Regions from separate parts of the Mus musculus genome. Here all the other regions are linked to region 5. Evidence: chromatin contacts called from public HiChIP or PLAC-seq and promoter capture Hi-C data. All regions are on one chromosome and are shown on one strand. Each heading gives the region's core, a stretch centred on a gene start, on an enhancer-like site or on the middle of the called end of the contact. The rest is flanking DNA. Distances are from core to core; before and after follow the strand shown.

Region 1 (2,700 bases), core at 28-2,527, 320 kb before region 5:
GACCTGCAAATTAGATGCATTCTGGGATTATAAATACATGCCCGCATGCCTGGCTTCTTAACACAACTTCTGAAGATCAAACTCAGGTCTTGGAGCTTGCAGATCAGTCTCTGCACAACCTGAGATCTTGTTCTCTCTCCAGCTGATCCACTGCCTCTCAGAAACAAGATCGTACGACATAGTAAGCTTATTACACAGTACATAGTACATAATACATAGTACATAGTACATGGTACATGGTACATGGTACATAGTACATAGCAAGGACTACATAATCCTCATCTGAGAACTTGTTAGACACTCTATGCTGGCCTGGAACTTGCAATGATGTACCTGCCTCTGTCTCCCAAGTGCTGGGGTCTCAGGAGTGTACTTCCTCTTTTCTCATGTATAGTATGAGGTTTAGGCAGCCTTACCTGTGGCTCTGTAGAAGCCCCCCCCCCCCCGCCCACCTGTGTTGAACCACCTAAATTCAGATTGCAAGGGCTAGAAGTTGGTGCTGCACCTTCAATTACTAAGGACTACTGATGTTTACAGATTCATGCAGTTTGTATTGACATGCCTGTTTCCCTAAAGAAGGATCACTGAAGCGATCCATTTAATTGACAAAGATCCTAGGACTCTGACTCTGCCCCATGCTGCCAGACACCTTGGTATTCCCTGTGAGAGAAAAATATATGAGTACAAACTCTAATATTCCCTGATTGAAGAGCTACATCTGGATTTACCTATTAATCAGCTGAAGGAAAAAGCAAAAAGAAATGTCACAATGTGAACTTACTTCCTCTTTGTGTCCTTTACTTACCAACCAAGACCCTTATCTGTAGACCCTTTTCCTGCTTTGCATGGAAGATAAGGACCCGAACAAGAAGAGGAAGGTGAGAGACAATCAGAAGAAAAGACTATAGAAGCACACCGTCTGTACTTGGAATATTAAGGAATTAAAAAAGCATATCAAAGCATCTTTTTAGGAACTTAAAATGCTTTAATTTTCTTCCTGTACTAAATGCCACCTCCTAACCCCTCCCATCCCTTCAAGGAGAAGGCATACAGAAGGCTTAAATGTAGTGGTTGTGACAAAGCAAAGCATACAATTCGAGAAAAAAAGACTCCAAGGTCTTTCTCACTTTACTTAAATCTGAACTGTCATAAAGTAATCTCTCAGTTACCAGGAGGTCCTAACAGGAAACCAAGTGCAGAGCCAGGACCTCTAGGCCTGCACTCCTGAGCTGACCTTCCTGCTTAGGCTGCCAGTCTGAGGCTCTAGAGGAAAAGAGAAACGTGTTCCTTCTTATCTTATTAATATTCAACTCACGGTACAAATTCCACAGTACAACCTTTCAAAGACCCCAGTGCGCACAGAGATAAACAAGGCAATGGGGAGCTGTACAGAGCTGTACAATTAATTTCCTTTACAAATAGTGGCAAGGAATCATTCACATACTGGAGCTCATCTGAGCAAGGGCAGGAGATGAAAAGCCAACAGGACAAATGTTAGCAGCAAACAGCAGTTAAGTTTAAAGACGCTTCTTGCATTGGAACCTAGCACAGTCTGACCAGGTCTACCCCACTGTTAAAGGTAAAGACCTACCAGGAGCATGTGACGGCTTGATAACTAAGAGACAAGGAAAGTCTTTCACCAGCCCTTGGCCCACTCCCAGAACAACCCAAGCCCTTTCCTTCACTATCTCTGTAAAAAGAAAACATGTTTACTAACATCCAGTGACACCCGATGAACTCTCACATGCGTTGCCAGCTGCCAGTAAACACCTCCCAACACCTGGAGGTGTCACACAACAACATTTATTTAACACAGTTTCATTGTGTAATTTTTAAAGTAGGCCAAATGATCGGAAGTGAATATTATTGTTCTAACTCCCAAAGAAAGGAAGGGCATGCAAAATATAGGAACAACCATCTAGGAATTAGAGCCAAGGATTCTTTTTTAATTAGGTGATCAGACAATGAATTGACACACTTGAAATACATAAAAATTCAGTAAGCTCTAGGTTATCGGTAATGGTTTAAAACAATCTGTGTGGTATTTTCGTTAATTATTCTTCTTATTAAAGGATGACCAAAAATACCTATGGCCTCTCTATTTCCCTCCCTCCCTCCCTCCCTCCCTCCCTCCCTCCCTCCCTTCCTCCTTTCCTTTCTTCTATCTAACCTATTGCCCATAAGGCTAAGGTTTCTTTCTTTTGATTGGGAGTCGCAGTTTTGTTTGAGACAGGATCTTATTCTACCAATTCTTCTCCAACTCTTGACTCGATTAATCCTCCTGCCTCGGCCTCTTGAATATCTGGGACTATCAGAATATGCTGTTATAACCAGCTGGCAATTTTAACCATAAGCAAAATGCATCTTTTCTGAAACTGTGACGAGGATGGCTTGAGCTCTGAAACATCAGTAAGCACTTTGGAATCTTACAGTTCCTCGAGATCCTTGTAAGTTATCAAAGCATTACCAGGTTTCCAGGTTCAGTACATGGCAAAGAAACAGGTAAAGTTTCTATTACTGTTAGCCTAATGGCATTCCTCAGAATTTTTTGTTTTGATTTATTTTGTTTTATTTTCTTAATGTTACCTTGCTTTCTTCTAATTTGTCTTTAATAAGAGCATACTTCAGAAACATCAGTATAAAATTGTATTGATGGTTTTGGTTGCTGGGACCCTAGTTAATAAATGAACACTTCAGATC
Region 2 (2,700 bases), core at 188-2,687, 460 kb before region 5:
ACCTACACAAAATCAAGCCAATCAACACTCTAGCGTGGAGTGGGAAGGGGTTTATGGGCCCTCACCCCTAACTGAGGACTCATGGACAGTAAGTAGATGACTTCTTGTGAAATGAGAATCAGTTTTCTTTAAGGATATGTCTCCTGGTAGGTCAACATGCTCCAATTATGAACAGCACAAATTGGAGTCAATGAGTTATTAAATAAAACTATGAACCACAGAGGACCGAAAATTGGAGGGAAAGGAAGTAAGAATTAATTTAGAAGAACTCAAATGGAGTTGGGAATGTGTATCGTCAAAGTATACTGCCTAAGTTTTACAAAGAATGAATAGAATATTTTTTAAAAAGGAATACAGTCTGCTTTAGCTTTTGTGAGTACTATTTTAAATGGAAAAGGAAATAAAGTATGCATTTGGCTCACTAGTTGTTTGCAGTGTGATGAATAGCACCCAATGTCACAGTTTGCTTGACTTGTTATGGCTATAATATGAGAATTCATATTATTTTTATATTGATATTTCTCACTCTGGACACATCTTCTGTAGTAACTTTAATGTTTTTAATATCTTTCAATAATGTTATAATAATTTCTCAAGAGGTCCTATATAGGGGCTGGAGAGATGACTCAGTCAGTGGTTAAGAGCACTGGCTGCTCTTCCAAAGGTCATAAGTTCAAATACCAGCAACCACATGATGGCTGCAACCATCTGTAGTGAGATCTAATGCCCTCTTCTGGTGTGTCTGAAGACTGCTTCAGTGTACTTCTATAATAAATAAATAAATCTAAAATAAATAAATAATTAAATAAATACATTATATTTAAAAAAAAGAGGTCCTATGTACTTTTGTTACATTTTTTTCCTAGGTATCTTATGTATTTGTTGTTAATATTGTTTAAATTACACCTTCTGATTTTTGAATTACACTCATATGTCAATACCCTCTGAACTGCTCATTTGTTCTGCTCCCCTCCTGAGTCTCTTTCAATCCTGTGCTTCTAATCAAATCATCCATACTGAAGACAAACTTTCCTCTTTTTTCCCCATTTTTTTTTACTTCCTGGTTTTGTGGTGGGAGAGATTCCAGATTAAATTGGTTTCAAAGGCCAACTGTTTAATGTGTCACATTTTTATATTTTAATTGGATACTTTAAGCTTTTCTTATACTGTTTGAGTTGTGAGTTGTTTGAAACATACTTGTTATTGGGACAAATAAAACAGTCTTGATTCTGGTCATCTAAGAGTATTTACCATCTCAGAAGTTACTAAATTCAGTCCACTGTATTTGTACAAGCAATAGGATCAGCACGTGACATTTCTTCTTTTAACCTCAAATGTGGAAACTACGGGGAAACAAATACTTTGCTAGGCTTGGCTTTGTTTAAGAGGAAGGTTGCATTTCTGAGGACAAAGGTCATTGAGGTCCACTTTCTCTTTCTGGTGTAGTATTTCTCTATATCAAGTATCCCAAGTTCTGTGTGAATACTAATCCAGCACTAAAGAGTTGTCTCACTGTGAGTGAAGTGGTTAGGTATAAAAAGGATGACTCAACTCATGGGATACGTGGGAGAGTTTATAAAATATTCTGGTCAGTGTCTGGTGTGTGCATGTGTGTGTGTGCACACACAACTCAGCTGTATTATATTTTTCACGAGTCAGTTTTGATGTTATTTTTTTCCAGGAAATTACCTATTCACTCAAGTATGTAGATTTATGAACACAAAATTACTAATTTTCTTATTATTATTTTCTCTCTAGGCTGTATCTATAGATACGGCTCCTCTCTTGTATTTCTAATACTGTTTTTCTCCCCGGTTGAGAAATCTGGACAAAGATTTATCTATTTTATTAGCTTCTCAAAAATAATCTGTTGATCAGGTGTTTTTCTCTAAGGCAGCAAATAGATTTTCAGTAATTTCTGCTCTCTTGTTCCTTCTTTGCTTCATGCTGTGTTTCACACATCTCTTCTTGAGTTAGAATCCAGTGCATTAATCCATACTGTAACATAATATTTAAACTTAAAACTTGACTCTGCTGCTTTGGATGCTGCCCACAAAGATGGATGCATGGATTTAATTTTCTTTTCATGTCTGATTTCTAATGTGCTTTTTCCATATATACACAGGTATATCTATGTTCTGTATGCTGGTTTCCAAATGTGGGTATTTATTTATACATATTTCCATCCTCAATTTATAAGGCGTGGTTTTATCAGAAAATATAGTTACCCAGAGAATATCATGATTTCCAATTTGGGTGAGACTGAAATGTTGGCTGGCTTGATCCAAATCCAAACTTTAGACATCTGCCATGTCTCTGAAGGAAAAGAAAAAAAGTCTACAGTCTTCTCAGAAAGTGAAAAGTGTATGGCAATGACCTGGTAACATCCTTTATAAAAGCCACCTAACATGCATCTCTTCCTTTCCTGTCTCTAGCTGTCCCAAACTCCATCCTCCTGGAGGTCAGACACTACTTGGACCAAGTTTCAAACTGTTATTCCTCACAATAAGTTCAGGGTCATAAATAATTTCACCTTCTTTCTATCCTGCTCATATCTGTTTAAAGCAGGCAGAAGGCTTCCTTTTCAGTTCTCCTTTAAATGGTCAGCAATTGAGAAACGGGTTAATCTGCAAGGTCAGTTGGTAAGAAAATTAAGGGAAAAAATACTCAAAAAATAATAAATTTTAGTTACTATTCTAA
Region 3 (2,700 bases), core at 26-2,525, 410 kb before region 5:
AAGGACTGGTTCTCCATGAGGACTCTCTGTGTAGCTGTTGGGGAAGGACCAGCTGGATTGGAAGAGAAAGAGTCTCTGCTCTCCAAAGCCCTTACCTGCCTGACCTCCTGTCTGCTCTGGAAAAACTCTACCTAATTTATTCTACTAGAAATACTCTGTTCTTCTTCAGTTTTCCCACTTTCCCAGTAAAAAAACAAGGCAGCTGTAAATCCTGGGATATCCTAGACAGACTAACTTGATTCTCCCAGGAAGACTATTGACAATGACCAAAACAGAAAAGAGGTTCAAAGGATGTGGGCAGCTCAGAAGGATGGGGCGACATGCCTGGAAGAATCTTGCTCACATCCCACAAGAGGAAGCTATAAGCACCTTCAGGATCCTCAGGAGGCCCTCCATGTGACCCTGAAGTGCCTCTTCCTAACTCCAAGGCTGAGTCAGTTGCTTCTCCAGAAACAGAGATAAAAAGGGTTCTTGAACCCCTGAGTGCTTTCTAATGTGGAAATGGGAAAGTTAGGTTAGCCCAGTGAATTACGAGGGCCACAGTTAGTCAGCTGGAGGTCGACCTTCTCCGCCCCCCAACCCCCTTTTTTTAATTTTTTTCCTACAGTGTACATGCTATCTCAGCTGGAAAACTTGGTTTCAGAGACGGTAGGATCAGAGGAACATTGCTAAATTCTCTTGAAATTTCAAAGCTTTCTCAGTCTGCGGTCATGGGGAGCCAACTGGCTTAAAGCTTGCTCAGAGCCATCATCTCTAACCCTCCTGTCTCCTTGCAATCTGTCTACTCTTCCCTCCCCAATTTCTCTACACTCTGTTGCTTTTCCCTCTGCCCCCCCCCCATGTATTTTTTTTCTCTTCTTCATGATGCTGACCTTGGAACTCTCTTATCAGGGACCCTAGCTCATTTTGCATAGTTTATTTCCTTTGGAGAGAAAGTATTAGAGATAACCAATTGGTAAATAAAAATCATATCTTTACAAAGACAAAATGTTTCCAAAAATATTTTTTTTGAGGGGTGGAATTGGAGGAAAGATTTTGTTTTGTATTTTGGGTTTCAGGAAGTTATTTTTTAAAATATTTTGAGTTTCAGAAAGATATTGCTTTATATTTGGGGTTTTAACCATTTTTGTAAAAGGGCTCTTGGAGGACAGGTTAGGAAACCGGCTTCTGAAAAATATGGCATCCTAATGGAGCGTTGCCTGAGAAGATACAGCAGAGAGTACTCATTGTACCGATGTGGAAAAGCTGAATGACACCTAAATGGGTTTTCTTTGCATCACACACAGCGGTTAAGTGTTTCGCATGCATTTGTCACTGCTATTAATGTAATCACATAAAACTTTCCCTTGTTCTCAAGTGCTTTTAAAGTGAGCTATTTGAGCTTTTGATTCTGCAGGTTTTCCTCTTTCAAAATTAGCAAAGGTAATCTGTGAGCCCCGAACACCCCCTCCCTGCGCCCGCCTTTTAATGTAAGAGCAGAAGTAAAGAAAAGAATATGGTAGTTGATCGAGAAAATTGAGAGCTGCCGGTGTATCTTCCAAGGACCGTTGCTCGTAACTGTAATAAAAATATCCTGGGAGATTCATAAAGAACACTGCAAGTGTGGCAAGCATTTTCTGCATTATATAATATTAATGGCAGATCATCTATCTACACAAGCTTTCCACACAATTATGCTTCTACTGTGTTTCCCCTCTGATGGTGGAACTCAGCTACCTCTGCTAGAGACTAAATTCCCCCCACTGCTCCCCTGCAGAGCAGTCCTGCCGGCTACAAGGGAGCCAGAGAAGTGATGGGTTTCACCTTGGAGGAGCCCAGGGAGCACTGGAGATTTGCAAGTGTGGTGTGGTGGGCTCTTTGCAGAGTAGTGAAGATTTTAGTCTCTTCTTGGGCTCCTGGCACCATTTTCAGAAGTGGGCTGGTAGGCCTGTTGCTTCTCTTTTCCACGAAGAACACGTGAGTTGTAACATTCTTAGGTAGCTAAATAAGACTACTGAAGAGAGATCGCGCCCCCCACAATCAGGGTCCCTGGTAACACTAGCAAGGAAAACAACACAATTGTTCCTTCTGGAACAATTTTGACCTCCTGGTCAAAGGAATGGAATAGCTCTGGATCCAGAAACATGACATTCTGCTCTGCTCCAAACCGTTAGCTACTGACACCTTTGTTAAGAGTTAGTGGGGCTGGGCCTGCCAATCAGGAGTCTCCCCTTTCCCAGGAAAGCTGATTCACCTAATGACATGCTAAGGAGATAGGAGGAATAATTATCCCCTTAATGAGGTAATGCACTTTTCCTTCCCAGAAACCCCTCCCTCGGTGCAGCCACTTACACAGACTGACATGCACCCTGTCTGCTTTCCTGACTTACTCAAAAGAAAGCAAGCTTAACTTTTTCTCTCTCTTTTTCTTTTGGATACAATTTAAAAGCCTAAGCAAGCTTTCTGAGACACACTGGGAGATCTTACTCTTTCTCTGACCTAAGTGCCTAGCTTAAAAAGTGCGCTTTTCTCTCTATTGTCCACTTCCAGACAGCTGCTAGGATTTTGCAGCTCACCTGCACAGTTGTTTACACCTCAAACAACAGAAAGGTTCTTCGTACTCGTCTTTTCCAGTCCACTTCCTAATTATTTTATTAACTGGATTAAGAACTCACAAAAGGGAACCTCAGTTTCCCCCAATAGCCACATGGTTCTACTATT
Region 4 (2,700 bases), core at 184-2,683, 490 kb before region 5:
GGCACCATGTCTCCTTCCTTGACAGTTGAGTGTGATCACTTCATTTCCTACTTTCTTTTTTTTTTTTAATTTTTTTTTAATTAGGTGTTTTCCTCGTTTACATTTTCAATGCTATCTCAAAGGTCCCCCATATCCACCCCCCCAATCCCCTACCCACCCACTCCCCCTTTTTGGCCCTGGCGTTTCCCTGTACTGGGGCATCTAAAGTTGGCAAGTCCAATGGCCTCTCTTTGCAGTGATGACCGACTAGGCCATCTTTTGATGCATATGCAGCTAGAGTCAAGAGCTCCGGGGTACTGGTTAGTTCATAATGTTATTCCACCTATAGGGTTGCAGTTCCCTTTAGCTCCTTGGGTAATATCTCTAGCTCCTGCATTGGGGGCCGTGTGACCCATCCAATAGCTGACTGTGATCATCCACTTCTGTATTTGCTAAGCCCCGGCATAGTCTCACAAGAGAGAGCTATATCTGGGTCCTTTCAGCAAAATTTTGCTAGTGTGTGCAATGGTGTCAGCGTTTGGAAGCTGATTATGGGATGGATCCCTGCATATGGCAATCACTAGATGGTCCATCTTTTTGTCACAACTCCAAATTTTGTCTCTGTAACTCCTTCCATGGGTGTTTTGTTCCCAGAATCACCATGCCGGACCTAAAACTGTACTACAGAGCAATTGTGATAAAAACTGTATGGTACTGGTATAGTGACAGACAAGTAGACCAATGGAACAGAATTGAAGACCCAGAGATGAACCCACACACCTATGGTCACTTGATCTTTGACAAGGGAGCTAAAACCATCCAGTGGAAAAAAGACAGCATTTTCAACAAATGGTGCTGGCACAACTGGCAGTTATCATGTAGAAGAATGTGAATTGACCCATTTCTATCTCCTTGTACTAAGGTCAAATCTAAGGGATTAAGGAACTCCACATAAAACCAGAGACACTGAAACTTATAGCGGAGAAAGTAGGGAAAAGCCTCATTTCCTACTTTCTAAGAAGTATAAATTTTCCAATTAGTGACAAAAAGAGATGTTGTGTCCAACATGAATGAAAAAAAAAAAAAACAACCAACAACAGAAAAAAATAAACAAACAGGGAAGGACTCGACTGACTGAACCTAGGTTTGGGGGAGGAGAAAGGGTTTTTTATTTTCTATTTTTTATTTTTTGGTAGATCGGACTGGGAGATTGGAACCTGAGGCAGGGACATCTGGAAGAGTCCTGAACAGTCATGTGAGGCAAGGGGAGAGGGGAGCCAGGGGATGCATCCAGGAGGCCAAAGATGCAAAAGATGTTGGTATGCAAAATGCCTGGATTGTATAGGGAAGATCAGCCCAGCCCAGCCCTCTGGGCTGGAGAGTTCTGGGTAGAGGACCAGCCCCTACCCTGTCACAGAAAGGGACAGAGGGAAGCTGGGAGAACCTGGAGGCTAGGCCACCTTTGATATGTTAAATAAGCTAAGTTAGCCTTCACCTCAGGTTGAAGCTTAACACAGCACAGGAAATAGAGGGAAAATAAGGGGAGAAAATAAGGGGAAAGCTCTAGGGAATGAAGTTTCCCCTTACTCTGGCAGCCATCGCTGGCCTCTCTACTTACAAGGATTGTAAAACACGTCTGCATACTACTCTTCTGTATCTCACAACCACATCGCACTTTTACAACTATTTAAAATCGGAGCAGATGAACAGCATTGCTTTTCCCGTCTTTGATCATTGAGGAGTAAAGTGTCAAGAGAGACCATTTGTGTCGAGTCTTGCTTCATTCCACACATGATTTGCAATTTATTACAGGGTGTGTAAAAGGAAATTGAACATGGAACTTGCATGAAAATGACTATATCTTTTTACTTTTGATAAAAAAAAAATTCTTTATAGAACATATTTGTCGTTGGTGATTAGCTCTGAAGAATAAGGGAGAATCATAGAAGACAAAAACTTAACAAATCCAAGCAAGAATGCTAAAACAACAACAACAACCCTGTTCTTTCTAGCGTCTTTATTTCTCATAAAACTCAGACAGGGATTATTTAACTAAAGTGCTTCCTGACAGCAATACTTACAAAAACATTTTAGATTTGATTCGGATTCTTCACTGATTGTGTAATTAAGGGACAGAAAAAAGAATTTTTCTCTTGTTCCCGGACTTCTCTTTCTAAAAGTCAGCTGGTGAGTCAAAAGCCATTCAATACAAAAAGAATATGGAGAGATCTGCCAACTGGTTAGACTATAATCAAGGAGTATTTCTATCTTCGTATACAGTTGCAATTGAAATTAGCTTCCAATTTGGTTTTTTTTTTGTTTGAGAGTGAGAGAGAGAGAGAGAGAGAGAGAATATGGGATTGGATGGGTGGATCTGGGAGGAGTTGGGGAGGGGGAATTAGTGTTCAGAATATAATGTAATGAAAAAGTTTTTTTGTTTTCAATTAAAAATAACCAAAAAAAAATGTGAATTTGAAAAGAATGTGTTTGAGAGCATGGCCAACAACTTGGGGTGCACAAAGAGAAGACGAATACAGCGCATGCGTACATTTGAGAAGGAAATTCGGTATAACTGAAGACTTGCTGCTATACCTAAGAGCAAAGTTCACTAACACAGCAGGTCGTTCAAGCAGGTGGATTTCACAATACTGGACATTCAGAAATTCAGTATGACCTGTTAGTTAGCAGAGCACTCTGCTATGCATGCTGGTCTTTTAAAAA
Region 5 (2,700 bases), core at 125-2,624:
GCAAATACACAATACAGCAAGAGGCTATTAAACTAAGCGTCTTGAAATAAACCGATCTTAAACCCTTTCGTGCACTGCGCTCCCGTGGCGGTTAGTGGTTTCTGATTTTAGCTCTTCCAGCTGTTTGCATGTGGGTCTGTTTCCAATTTTTTTTTTCCTTGGGACTAGCTAAAAGTCCCGGGAAGTTTTTTCTAGGCTATATGACTCCCGTGCGTGGGCGAAAGAAACAGGCGCTTGCTCTAATTCGGCTGCTGGGCAAGTGTAAAAGCCAACTGCCAGCTTTCAACGCGACTCCGAGAGGAAATTTACGCGCACACTAAGAAAAACAACACCCCTGGCCTTTTTTGTCCGTGTTTCTTTTTAAGGGAAAAGCGGTGTTCCAATACAACCTTAAGATTCTAGTTTTCCAAACGGGGCCCTACAATACATTCTAGGGTGAGCCTCCACGGGGGTATATGAAACCCCAGTACTCCAATTTGCATTTCTATTTCACCCCAGAGGACGCAGGCAGGTGGACTTCCAAGGCCAGGGCCATCGGGAGAGAGCGGTCAAGAAGCATTTTAAGCCAAGTTGAGCGTGGGCACAAGCTTTCATCCCCACGCAAGCAAAGAGAAGGTGCACGCGAGCGCGCGGCTCTCTTTAGCTCCTCTGGACAGATCCGGGTGGGCCCCCGCCCTGCTCCCCCATCCACTCCCCGGCGCCCCGTCTGGGAGCGCAGGGCGGGGCTGTCCACCCGGGCACCCGTTCCCGCGCGTCCCAGTCTGGAGCGGCCCCTGTCGCCCGCGCCTCGTAGCGGCGGGACACGCCCGAGCCGGGGAAGGGAGGCCGGCCGCTCTGCTTACCTGGACCAGCTCCTCCGAGGGCAGTCGCGGGCCAGCGGCTGGCGGCGGCGCAGGCGGGTGGTGGTGCGCGTGTTTCAGATCGTCTCCGGAGAAGAGCGCCGCGTCGCGGGCCGGGTTCGCAGCGCCCAGCACCGGCTTGAGCTGCGCGAACACGGGCTCGTCCTGCGCGGCCGGCGGCTGGGGCAGTGGTCCCAGGCGGGCGCTCATGGTCAGCACCCGCGTGGGCATGGACGGTCTGGGGATTACGGGAGCGGGACACGGAGCGATCGCGATCCCACCTCGCTCGGGCTGGCACGGGACGGCGGACTCGGCGGGGGGCCGCGGCGGGGGACCCCTGGGCCGGCAGCCAGACGCTCACGAAGGCGGGCACGGAGATCGGGGCTCCTGGGCTCGGCCACGCGTCACCGCCGAGGTCCTCGGGCAGCCACTTTCTCCCGCCCCGCCCCAGCGCTCGCTCACCCTCTCGCCGGAACCCGCTCCCGCCACCCCCAAGCTCCACCAGCAACCTAAGAGAGCGCGTACCTGCCCCGCGACTACTGACACTTGACGCCCGCCTCTATTTCACCCAACTCCGGGGAGGCAGGGCCAGCTCACCGGACTGGCAGCGTTGTGGCCAATGGCAAGGCCCCAGGGCCAGAGGGTAGCCAGTAGGAAAGAAGGCCCACGAGGTCCCGCCTCCGACGGGCCGACCGCACCCCTCGCGGGCCAGGAGCTTCGCGCGCAGGGCTGCGGCGCAGTTTGTACACAACTTCTCTGACAGATTGGGCCGGCGGAGCACGGGGCGGGCGGAGGGAAGGAGAGGAGCGGGTGGAATCTAGGAAGAGGGGGAAATCAGGGTGGAGACGCGGAGGGAGATCTCTCCGAACTGTTCTCTGCCAGGATTAGGGCGAAAAAAAAGTATTGCACGTCTTAGGTGTTGTGCAAGGACCTGAAACTCGAAAACCGAAGACAGAAGGCAGCTAGGTGGGGGGAGCTGAGGTTTCCAGTCTTAACCAATGAGTGTATTTTTTTTTTTAAGTATACAAAATGTACTTTAGAGGAAAACAAGGGGCGGTGCGAAAACAAACGTAAAACAGCCCTCCTTTCTGTGTTTTCAGCCGTAGATCTATCTATCTTTTCGCAGATTCCTTGTGGCCTGAATAAAATCTGTAAATGTCAAGCATTTTTTTTCAAGTCCTTGCATACCAACCTGGGCACATTTTCCCCTACAGTATTTAAGGAGCTACAAGTTTTCACAGACATGTCTACTCTCCTTCGCCGAATGTGGGGAAAAGGTGGGGTGGGCCATATGAATTATGAAGTTTTTAATATTTAAACCATGTTGATTCTAGCCCGAGCATGGAATCTAATTTGAGAACTAACAGCCAGCTCAACCGGGTATTTAAATAGACATTACATCTTTGGCTTATTTTTGCTAGCACTGTAGTGTTCGGAGGGGCGGGGAATGGAGTTTTAATATATTCAGAAGTATGGGTCCCATCTACCTAATACAGTGTCACCTTTTCCTACGAAACGGGAACCAAAGAAGGCACAAACATTCACAGACATTCAACAGCCCTGAAAACTGGGTATCCAAACTGGTAGGAAAGCAACAGTCAACTATATTACTACCTTTTTACTGCGTTGTTTTAATGGAAGGTGAGTGGTTTGGTTTGGTTTTGTTCTTAATTTTTGCCAGTAATCACACCAAAGGAAACGCCTTTCCTTAATCCTCAATGTTCTTGTCTATGATTTTATCTGGCTTATTGAGAAGCTGAAACAATAAACTGCGACTTAAAAAGACGCCTGTAATATTGCTATCTATTTACGTCTGTTGGCAGCACACTATACTATAATACCTACCTAGAGCACACTCGCT

The links. Promoter capture Hi-C pulls out the DNA fragments that hold promoters and counts their contacts. HiChIP or PLAC-seq counts read pairs in DNA pulled down with a chosen protein or histone mark.
Region 1: a contact with region 5 is called in an H3K4me3 HiChIP or PLAC-seq map of intestinal villus epithelium, with 7 times the contacts expected there. The contact joins the enhancer-like site here to the promoter of Klf5 in region 5. A contact is called at or near these places in 9 of 39 promoter capture datasets (the 3T3-L1 cell line, the C10 cell line, cranial neural crest and 4 more), 1 of 15 datasets of contacts at CTCF or cohesin (the NIH/3T3 cell line), 16 of 484 Hi-C or Micro-C datasets (the AML12 cell line, the C2C12 cell line, the HL-1 cell line and 8 more), 15 of 115 datasets of contacts at active chromatin or transcription factors (the NIH/3T3 cell line, astrocytes, embryonic basal ganglia and 8 more) and 3 of 9 other capture datasets (adipose tissue, embryonic stem cells and pancreatic islet).
Region 2: an H3K4me3 HiChIP or PLAC-seq map of intestinal villus epithelium shows a contact between it and region 5, with 6 read pairs. The contact joins the enhancer-like site here to the promoter of Klf5 in region 5. A contact is called at or near these places in 6 of 39 promoter capture datasets (the SN4741 cell line, cranial neural crest, embryonic stem cells and 3 more), 1 of 15 datasets of contacts at CTCF or cohesin (the NIH/3T3 cell line), 7 of 484 Hi-C or Micro-C datasets (the C2C12 cell line, embryonic fibroblasts, muscle stem cells and 4 more), 10 of 115 datasets of contacts at active chromatin or transcription factors (embryonic forebrain, embryonic midbrain, embryonic stem cells and 5 more) and 3 of 9 other capture datasets (adipose tissue, embryonic stem cells and liver).
Region 3: an H3K4me3 HiChIP or PLAC-seq map of embryonic basal ganglia shows a contact between it and region 5, with 3 times the contacts expected there. The contact joins the enhancer-like site here to the promoter of Klf5 in region 5. A contact is called at or near these places in 6 of 39 promoter capture datasets (the 3T3-L1 cell line, 3T3-L1-derived adipocytes, hippocampal neurons and 2 more) and 7 of 115 datasets of contacts at active chromatin or transcription factors (the NIH/3T3 cell line, SST interneurons, craniofacial prominence and 4 more).
Region 4: a promoter capture Hi-C map of embryonic stem cells shows a contact between it and region 5, with 5 times the contacts expected there. The contact joins the enhancer-like site here to the promoter of Klf5 in region 5. A contact is called at or near these places in 7 of 39 promoter capture datasets (cranial neural crest, embryonic stem cells, liver and 2 more), 1 of 15 datasets of contacts at CTCF or cohesin (the NIH/3T3 cell line), 3 of 484 Hi-C or Micro-C datasets (embryonic stem cells and nephron progenitors), 10 of 115 datasets of contacts at active chromatin or transcription factors (embryonic midbrain, embryonic stem cells, forebrain and 3 more) and 3 of 9 other capture datasets (adipose tissue, embryonic stem cells and pancreatic islet).

Annotation. Positions count from the first base shown.
Region 1 is chr14:99,615,743-99,618,442 of GRCm38.p6, reverse strand. The region is part of intron 1 of Gm34061 (a long non-coding RNA gene); the gene reads right to left. Among named protein-coding and RNA genes, the nearest start is that of Gm33880, 18 kb to the left of the region's middle. Within about 2 kb of position 1,277, at least 18 of the 459 cell types and tissues checked have an H3K27ac peak or open chromatin away from gene starts, as enhancers often do. A contact at or near this core is called in intestinal villus epithelium and liver, where this site is marked.
Region 2 is chr14:99,762,213-99,764,912 of GRCm38.p6, reverse strand. No RefSeq gene overlaps it. Among named protein-coding and RNA genes, the nearest start is that of Gm22970, 10 kb to the left of the region's middle. Within about 2 kb of position 1,437, at least 11 of the 459 cell types and tissues checked have an H3K27ac peak or open chromatin away from gene starts, as enhancers often do. A contact at or near this core is called in the C2C12 cell line and intestinal villus epithelium, where this site is marked.
Region 3 is chr14:99,709,521-99,712,220 of GRCm38.p6, reverse strand. No RefSeq gene overlaps it. Among named protein-coding and RNA genes, the nearest start is that of Gm22970, 63 kb to the left of the region's middle. Within about 2 kb of position 1,275, at least 6 of the 459 cell types and tissues checked have an H3K27ac peak or open chromatin away from gene starts, as enhancers often do. A contact at or near this core is called in embryonic basal ganglia, where this site is marked.
Region 4 is chr14:99,785,239-99,787,938 of GRCm38.p6, reverse strand. No RefSeq gene overlaps it. Among named protein-coding and RNA genes, the nearest start is that of Gm22970, 13 kb to the right of the region's middle. Within about 2 kb of position 1,433, at least 16 of the 459 cell types and tissues checked have an H3K27ac peak or open chromatin away from gene starts, as enhancers often do. A contact at or near this core is called in embryonic stem cells, where this site is marked.
Region 5 is chr14:99,297,365-99,300,064 of GRCm38.p6, reverse strand. Klf5 (Kruppel-like factor 5) reads right to left here and starts at 1,374. Exons shown (of 4, transcript NM_009769.4): 1 at 843-1,374. The coding sequence starts at 1,070.